Regions from separate parts of the Sus scrofa genome. Here all the other regions are linked to region 2. A link is a contact called in public HiChIP or PLAC-seq data. All regions are on one chromosome and are shown on one strand. Each heading gives the region's core, a stretch centred on a gene start, on an enhancer-like site or on the middle of the called end of the contact. The rest is flanking DNA. Distances are from core to core; before and after follow the strand shown. Region 1 overlaps NFIA (nuclear factor 1 A-type). Region 2 has its middle 74 kb from the start of TM2D1. Region 3 overlaps NFIA (nuclear factor 1 A-type).

What was found. HiChIP or PLAC-seq counts read pairs in DNA pulled down with a chosen protein or histone mark.
Region 1: an H3K27ac HiChIP or PLAC-seq map of skeletal muscle shows a contact between it and region 2. The contact joins two enhancer-like sites. A contact is called at or near these places in 1 of 47 Hi-C or Micro-C datasets (liver) and 1 of 2 datasets of contacts at active chromatin or transcription factors (skeletal muscle).
Region 3: a contact with region 2 is called in an H3K27ac HiChIP or PLAC-seq map of skeletal muscle, with 5 times the contacts expected there. The contact joins two enhancer-like sites. A contact is called at or near these places in 11 of 47 Hi-C or Micro-C datasets (alveolar macrophages, brain, embryonic fibroblasts and 8 more) and 1 of 2 datasets of contacts at active chromatin or transcription factors (skeletal muscle).

What each region holds. Positions count from the first base shown.
Region 1 is chr6:150,866,965-150,869,924 of Sscrofa11.1, forward strand. It overlaps NFIA (nuclear factor 1 A-type), which reads right to left. Exons shown (of 11, transcript XM_021097780.1): 10 at 1,199-1,290. Among named protein-coding and RNA genes, the nearest start is that of TM2D1, 250 kb to the left of the region's middle. Within about 2 kb of position 1,312, at least 21 of the 83 cell types and tissues checked have an H3K27ac peak or open chromatin away from gene starts, as enhancers often do. A contact at or near this core is called in liver and skeletal muscle, where this site is marked.
Region 2 is chr6:150,687,773-150,690,634 of Sscrofa11.1, forward strand. No RefSeq gene overlaps it. Among named protein-coding and RNA genes, the nearest start is that of TM2D1, 74 kb to the left of the region's middle. Within about 2 kb of position 1,424, at least 38 of the 83 cell types and tissues checked have an H3K27ac peak or open chromatin away from gene starts, as enhancers often do. A contact at or near this core is called in brain, embryonic fibroblasts, fetal skeletal muscle and 5 more, where this site is marked.
Region 3 is chr6:150,836,983-150,839,819 of Sscrofa11.1, forward strand. The region is part of intron 10 of NFIA (nuclear factor 1 A-type); the gene reads right to left. Among named protein-coding and RNA genes, the nearest start is that of TM2D1, 220 kb to the left of the region's middle. Within about 2 kb of position 1,564, at least 48 of the 83 cell types and tissues checked have an H3K27ac peak or open chromatin away from gene starts, as enhancers often do. A contact at or near this core is called in brain, embryonic fibroblasts, fetal skeletal muscle and 4 more, where this site is marked.

The sequences.
Region 1 (2,960 bases), core at 62-2,561, 180 kb after region 2:
AACTTTCCCCCTCCCCTCTCTGCTTCCCCTCTCCTCCCAGCTGCCTCCTCTGAGGCTGTACTTTCCGTGACCCTGCTTTGGTGTAAGGAAGGCTTTAGATGCAATGCAGTTTAACCCACGCTGTCGACACAGCAATAAACTAAAACCCTTTACGGAGAAAGCAAATGGACCCAAGGAAGCAAATCTATCTCCTTCATAAGCACCTGCTCATAGTGTTACAAACAAAGATGAATAGTTATAAATTAGGCATCTGGAGATTACACACCCAGGCACAGGCACAAAATAGCTCAGAGAATTTTTTCAAACACCGTGTTGAGAACCTCAAAGAGAAAATACTTTCTGTACTTCAATCAGGACAATACACAATCATGTTCTCACTGGGAAATCAGGGAGTCGTTTCTTCCAGAACTTCATCGAATTCTACTTCACACCTCTCTAAGTATCTCTCTGTCTACTACCTTTGCCTTCCAAGCATTTCTCCATTTCTCACTTAACAGCAGCCATTTCTAAACTTTTAAAAGAGATTGTTTTTTTCTCCTTGGCCTATACTAGCACAAAACACAACTATCCGTGGAAAAGCAAACTCGAGATGTCCCGGCATACTCCTTTCCCCGTTGCCTACCTCCAAACACGACAATCCTTTCTCAGACATCCCTTCCCATCCCTCGGGGGCCAGCTAACGAACACCTCCTTCTGCACCATCACCAGCAACTTAACAGGGCTCAGGAACCCTTTCTCTTCCTCTTAGAAAGTCGGCCAGGTTCCTGTGGCCCTATAACAAGTACAGAAGAGTGGCTGGTCCCCCCCACTCCCGGCACGCACTCTGATGTCACCCCAACCAGAGCGCACTTGCCAGATTCGCTGGGGGCCTACTTCTGTCTGCTTGCACGCAGAGAGACACGAACTTTTAAGCGGGGGAAGCACACGCTACCTAGCCCTGGGGAAGTTTTCCTCCCACAGCAAAAGGAGCTCTGGCACAGAAGCCCTCCTCTTCAATACGAGAAGCAAAAATTGCAGACACTGTTTTCCACGATTCCCGAGAGCTCTGTGGCTGAAGGGCCGGGATGGGTGAGGGTGGGGAGGAAAGGGGACCGAACAGGGACTGGGAAAAGCAGCCTGTTGTGCCCAAGACAAGTTACAATGCACCTGATGAATAAAACAAGCTGCACCACATACAGAAAAGATGAGAGCGGCCCACCTGTGTCTGTTGAGGGATATTTACAAAGCTTGGATCCCGTGGTCCAACACTGACGAATCGGTTTGCGGGGGAGGTGCTGGGTGTCGAGTAGGCTGTGAAGGGAAGGGACACATGCGTTCAGGAAGCAGCACGAGATTGCACACACAAACAACACCAAAAACACACAGTCTCCGAGCCTACGCAGCTGATTAACAAGGAAATGTGCAAACGCTGGGCTAGCAGAGGGATCTGGCTAGCAGGGGCATTTTAGACAGTCAAAAAGGGAAGGGGTGTTGGATTCCAAAGACTGTTGGAATAAAACGATGTCAAACTGGTGCTCAGAGGGGCTCTTCTCTCCTTCCCTCACACCAATGAGAACATGCAGGGTACTGCAAAGTATACTTTCTGAGTTAAACATGAGCTCGGGGGTCAGAAAGAGAAATCCTAGTCTTTAAAAGCACAGGAGAAAGAAATTAGGTAGAAAGGTAAGGAAAGCAGTTCATTTTACAACTTTGATTTCACACTATGACCCTCCTAAAGATCAGGAAACGTTCCTGTGCCTCTCTCTAAACTATGGAAAGGAGTCTTTTTTTAATTTTTAATTTTTTTTTTTTTTTTGCTTTTTTTAGGGCTGCACCCGTGGCACATGGACGTTCCCGGGCTAGGGGCCAAATTGGATCTGCAGCTGCCAGCCTACACCACAGTCAGAGCAATGCAGGATCCAAGCTGCGTCTGCCACTTACGCCGCAGCTTGTGGCAATGCCAGATCCTCAACTTACCAGGGATCGAACCCACATCCCCATGGACACTGGTCGGGCTTGTAACCTGCTGAGCCACAATGGGAACTCCCTGGAAGAGGAGTCTCTATAGAAGGAATTGGGTTCTCCAGAAAAGGGGTGGAAAACCACCTAGAGCAGCTGTTTTTACAGGCTTGGTGGAGTGTCTAGAATTTTATGATGCACAAAATGTGCTTACAGTATTAACAAGTTTTCTCACCCTAGAACCCTTCCATTCAGGCACAAACCATCAAGATCTCATGTAAACCCAGAACCTCAGGGACCACACTTCAGCCTACCATTCTTTCCACAGCACATGAATGTTTCTGTGGTTGGTTTTTATATTTAAGAGCTTCACTGTAGTTTAGTGAGAAAAAATTCTGTGGCTTTGGTGTTTCCCTGGCTCATAAATCCAAATGAGCATTTCGTTTTTGGGTGTCCTTCCATCCATGTCTTTACCACAAAGTCCTAGGATTTATCCACATTCTTTCTTTACTAGGAGTTTTAGATAGACTATTGCTTCATTTCAAATTTCTTAACAATATCTGTAAAAAGCCTACATGTTCTGCCCTAATGCACCATCTAAGAGATGAAAAGGATTTGCATTTCTTAAAAACACAGATAATTGAGAGAATAACACCAAATCTCTTTGCCAGACTCCCCCACCCCCCACTTTTGACATCATCTATTTCTCTTCCTTTCATCTTCTGTCTCGTACAGCATGGCTCAGACTTCTTGCTTCCCTTGTTAACGACGTCTAGAGATCAAATTCCCACCAATCTGGCCCAGTCCTACTGGTCATCTGTGGTCAGAGCGAAGTCACCCACATAGAGCTGTGACGGTCATGCGGTGTGGCTGTGTGAAGTCAGCATGGAACAGAGGAGGAATGAGAAGGTCCTCTCACGTCTCTTAATAACCTTCTTTTAAATTTTTTGGTCTTCTGTCTTTTTTAGGGCCCTTTATATGGCACATGGAGGTTCCCAGGCTAGGGGTCGAGTCAGAGCTGT
Region 2 (2,862 bases), core at 174-2,673:
GGTAAATATCCTCATCTGTAACAATCACTGGGACATTCAATAACTTCTTATTAACACTTCTGATAAGTAGATGTGCTAGATATAAGACCTGTGTTGCTAAAACATAGCACCTGCTTGTTTGTAGCCTACAAACCCACAAGTTCAAAGACTGCCTTTTAGGCTTAAATAAAATGAATCCATAAGTTTAGCAACCGGTTGGCACCAACCCCAGGCGGCATTTGATTTTTGGAGTAAAGCAGCAGGAGCAGCTGCCTTAGCCCCTAGCAGGGGCTGGGACTGAAACTCAGGGACGGGACCACAGGTAGGTGGGGTAGTCAGCTTCCGCCAGAGAGAGCCAATCAGCTAAGCGTATCTGTGCTGGTCAAGCCGCAGTCCCGCAGAACAATTCTCTGGCTTTTGTAAACAAACGTCAGAGAGAAGGTCACGAAAATTTAGCCCCAAAGCAGTACTACCACCAACAAACTTGTTGGGGCGGGAGGGGAGTTGCGGGGGGAGGAGGATTGAGGAGGGGAACCTCGCCAAGCCTCAGCTTACTCATCCGCAAATTAAGGGCATCAGATGTAATGAGTGTTTTTGTTTGGTTTTTTTTGGGTTTTTGTAGGGCTGCACTTCTGGCATATGGAAGCTCCCAGCCTATACACCACAGCTTTATGGCAAGGTGGGATCCTTAACCTACTGAGTGAGGCCAGGGATCAAACCCGCCTCCTCATGGATACTAATGGACTTCTTAACCTGATGAGCCACAAGGGGAACTCCAGATGAGTGGTTCTTAATTAGTGCTACCCACATTGCAAATGGACCACTGGACTAGTCTAAGATGGTGCAGGATTTTTGTAGCAATTACTAGCCCTTAACAAAATGTCTGATTACTCACATTTATTCCTGGGTGGGGGGTGGGGGGCGCATTTGTTTTTATCACATTAGGTCTCTTGCTTAATTGAGTGTATTATCCTGTGTGTTGGATTCATTTGTTTGTTCATTCATCCAGCAGTTGGGCACAGTGACTCTGTGCTGGCCCTGAACTGGGATCAGAAATAGCCCAAATAGGGCTTATATTTAACTAGTGAAATCAATTCGTAGGTTATAAGAGGAGGCCTGAAGTCTTTTCTCCTCCAAATACGAATCCCGGCGCTGCATCCGATATGCTGCTCTGGATCTGGTGATGCAGATCTCTACCTGCCGAGTCCTGACCGCCAGCTCCTTACACGCCGCATTCTGATTGGCCGGGAAATTCACCAGCAGTTGTCCCCCAACCCCACCCCCATCCCACCCGGTTTCCGCGGCAGAAGAGGGATCGGCTTGAAGTACCTTCTGCTTCCTGTAGGTGGAGCCAAACCCCCTGGCTGAGAGGCTGCGGCCCCGCCGACGCTTCTCAACCCGCCTTCCCTCTCCTCTCTCGGGAGGCCTCCCTCCACGTCCCCACCAACCCAGTGCGTCGGAGGGGAAATCGTGCCAGACTAGGAGACGGCTGCCAGGTTCCTCTCAAGTCTTGGCTTAACAAAGGAAAGCAAATTACAAAAATGGAAATTTTCAAACCAGCGTTCAGTGGTATTCAGATCGACGTTTGGGTAGCACGCAGGCACAGACCGCATTCGTGCTATTTTGTGATTAAAATGATACCGAAAATACCGCCTTGCTTGGGTTTTCTTCTACGACGACCTGTTTCCCTCCCTCTTCTCATTTCCCCCCTTTTTTTTTCACGGAGGGGCAGCCCCCCCTGACCACTGCAGAACCGCTAACATCTGTTGAAATCTTGCTTCTCCTGACTTTTCTAAAGAGTTGAACTTGAAAAATGCCTGCGCTTTTCAGTCTGGAAAAAAAGCCAGATAAAGAAGTTTCTAGGCACCTTCCCAGGGCGTCCTGCGTTTCGCGTAAGGCGCTCTGAGTTCTCTGACAGAGCATCAATCGTCTTTGCATTTCACCTCGATGCGAGGACAACACCTGAAGGCGAACCCTGCCAGAAAAGCAGGCTACCTTGTTCCCCCCTCAGCTTGAGCTGTGCGCTCCGTCTCCTCCTTTAAAAATGGGTTTAAAGTGGCCCTTGAGTTGGGTCTTGAAGGATTTTACTTTAGGCTGGAGGGGTGGTTTTTGTTTTTGTTTGTAAACCTGCCCGCGTCCTCCTTGCTAATTTCTGCAGTTGCTAGACCGGCTCTGTCCCAAGTGGGTTTGTGAGAAAGGCCCTCCCATTGTTTGCACCCCCTACCCCCCCACCCCACACTGCACCGTGGTGTTGTGTTTTTTTTCCTCCTTGGAAGCTTTGACTGTCTCCTTCTTACACAGCTGTGTTTGCAGTGCCTGGAGACAGGTGGGGGGCAGCCTCTAGGCCAAAGCTGCCAATTCTCTCTCTAAGGACTGTCTGAATAGCTATTAAAATTTAAAGATCTCTCTCTCGCTCACACACACACACACAAACACGCTTTTTTCCCCCCCCCCCACACACACTTTTTTGGTGGCGTGGTCACTCACTAAGTCTGTTTGTTGTTTAGGAGGGGCTGTACCAGTAGCCAGACAGAGTCTAGAGGTCGCAGCCATTCTATTCTCTGTATCCTCCAGCCCACATAAGCATTACCTTGGGCCACAGCCTCATCTTTCTAGGCACCTTGGAAAACTGGGTCCAGTGGCCTTAGCTGGGTTGTGAGAAAGAGGACCACTCATCTCAACAGATAAATGTGAGCCATCTCCAGGCAACAGTCACAGTATGGGGATGTTGTGGGTTGGGGCCCATGCAAATGAGAGTTCTCTACTTGGTCAAAGGAGAGCAGAACGCTTGGACTAGATGGGTAGTGATGGCCAGACTTTGAATGGAAGCATGGCTTTCTGACACAGGATCAGACACCCTGTGGTTTCACCCCGATGGCTCTA
Region 3 (2,837 bases), core at 314-2,813, 150 kb after region 2:
AATACCAGAACCAAGCCGCGTCTGTGACCTACACCAAAGCTCACAAGAATGCTGGATCCTTAACCCAATGAGCAAGGCCAGGGATCGGAACCCACATCCTCATGGATACTAGTTGGGTTTATTTCCACTGAGCCACAGTGGGAACTCCTTGATCATCTGCTTTTTGACGGACCCCTCGGTGCCTAGCACAGTGCCTGGAATAGAAGCTCAACAAAGAAGAGGTGAATGAGTAGAGAATGGGTGAGGGGAGAGACTTGGGGTTGTGATTAATGTATTCTCTGATGAATTTCACAACATCTTTTCTATGAGAGGGTATTACAGCATTCTCTCAACAGGCATAGATGACCAAGAGTGATATAAGAGCAAGTGGGGCTAAAGTAGAAAAAGTGCTGAACCAAGAAACCTGGGCGATTTCGGACAAGTCACAGCATCTCTCTTACGCTCAACCTCCTTAGTTGTGCAAGAGGTAGATTTTATGATGTAAAATGCTCCTCTCAGCTAAATATTTCTAACATAATGTTTTCAAAAAATGACATATAATAGTGGTATCAAGATGTCACCTGATTAGCTACTGTGATTTCCAAAGGAAAAAAAATTGAGGGCACCTGCACTAGCTCTCGTTCATGCTTTTGTTCATTTGACATTTATTTAGAGCCGTCCATATACCTGCTGGGCCCAGTTACCAGTTACCTTCCCTTTCATAAATCCTTAGGTAATTAGCTTTGGGCAATAATCTGGTGATACATCACTTTATATGCCAGCACTTTTTTCTCTGTTAGCTAAACAAAGGGACCGATTATGTGACAAATTATGGTCGAATACCAGAGTCAGCTTCTCAAGTGAAGTAAAAAAGTGTATGGCTTTTGCCAACATTCCTCCAGAGATACCCTACCAAATTCACCACGATTATCAATACTCGTAGAAAACAATCATCAACCTCCCGCAAAAGTGACTGCTTCCGACCTCTCTGAGCTGACAGTATCAGAAAGGGTTACATTTGGGTTGATTCGGTCAGATGTAGGCTCATCTGCTGTTCAAGAGATTCAATTAGGTAAAGCAACGACTTATTTGATCCCAGGATAAATGGCAAAATGATAGCCACATGGAGGGTGGGATACTATTTCCTGGTCACACAAGCTACCTTTGATTTCCAGAAGACCTGGGGGGGGGGGAAAAACCACCCGAAAAACTACTCATCCTGTATACTTTTAGATGTTATTCTTTGACCACGTGCTTGGAGGAACACAATAAAGCCTCTTGTGTCCTGAGAGGAAATCATCTTGGCAAATACACGCTGCCTAAATCGGACAAAAGAAAGAAGAGGGGAAAGAGAGGAAAAGGGAGTCTGATTCCAAACTGTATTTCTCGTGCGCCTCCGGGACAGCAAAGGCAGGGCCGCGTTCTCTCTTTAACAAAACTGTCTCAAACTTTGGGTGCAAGCAACAATGCTTACAATTTTTGTTCTCACACTTTCTCAGTAAGTTGTGAAACTCCAGACTTCTCCAATCTGACACTGCACTGCCTTCCGTCTTGAAGCAAGCGCCTGGGACGCAGTGAGTCAGCAGGGGGAGCAGTTTCCCATAACACAGTTTCTGGACACAACCTCAGTGCACGACAAAAATCTGCAGTGCCTCTACACTTCTCTTAAAAAGCAAAGCGAAGGGGGGAGAAGAAAGTTTCTTCACACATCTTACTATTCAGTGTGTGCCTTGCCGACAAGGTTACCCCAGAGCAGCTCTGTAATCCTTCACTGAAATAGGCTTTATTGATTGCTCTGGTCTATTGTTCTCTTTTCAAGTCCCCCAAGTTCAAGTTCATCCTGGTGTTACATCATGTCTGGTTGCTAAGAGCAACCAGACAGACCCAGACGTGACTATCATTAGCAAGAAACCCTCCGCTCTCCTCCCACCAACCTTCCAGTGGCTCTGACGTAGGAGGCCCACTGCACACACACTGAAGTATTTATTCTGCCTAATTTATGACCTACACAGCAAGCAAGACCCCCACTCCAAAAACCAACACTGTTGTATATTTAATTAATCTGTCTTTCTCGGGCACTTGGGAAAGTTAGACAAAGGACTAATTATTGTGTTTCACTCTCCACACTTTTCTTTGGAGGGGGGGATGAATATTTGCATGGGAAAGAAAACTATAAGGCCCAGCATCGCCCCCCCCCTTTTCTTTTGCCCTATTGACATTTCATGAAATACTTTAGCTGCTTAAGGGAATTAGAAAAAAAATGCGATGTGAATGTTACTCCTTCTGAGTTGGTATTCAGTAACACAAATCAACTCATGACATGTTTAAATTTAAATGCTAACCACACACTCTCAGAGTTACTTTAAAGGTTAGTTTTTAATCAATAGAAGTTGCTGACTCCGGGTTTTTGAGCTGCGCACTGCAGCTCTTGGGCTTTTGTCTAATGTTAAAGCTTTCAAACTTTTTTTTTTTTTTTCCTTGAGATGATTTTAGCAATGATTTGCAGACACAGAAGGCTATTGTGCTCTGACCAGCAACATGTCAGTAGAGGAGCGAGTTGCCCTGGGGTGGGGTGTCAATATGACTCCTGAAGGCCTGGGTTGGGGGTCTTTAATAACCCGTGAAAAAAACTTAATTAACCCTTTCAGGCCCAAACCAAAACCTATTCTTAAACTTTTCCACTCCTGTAATTTGACCATTAGTCCTTATTTCGACTTTCCACTAATCTTCAGGACAATTAACCCAGCAACTTGACCAAGGCTTTCCAGAACGGGAAGTCAGCCAGTTAGGGGAACTACACAGGGAAATTTTTTTTTTTCTGGAATGAGGGCTCTTTGATTAAATCATCTATTTGGAGA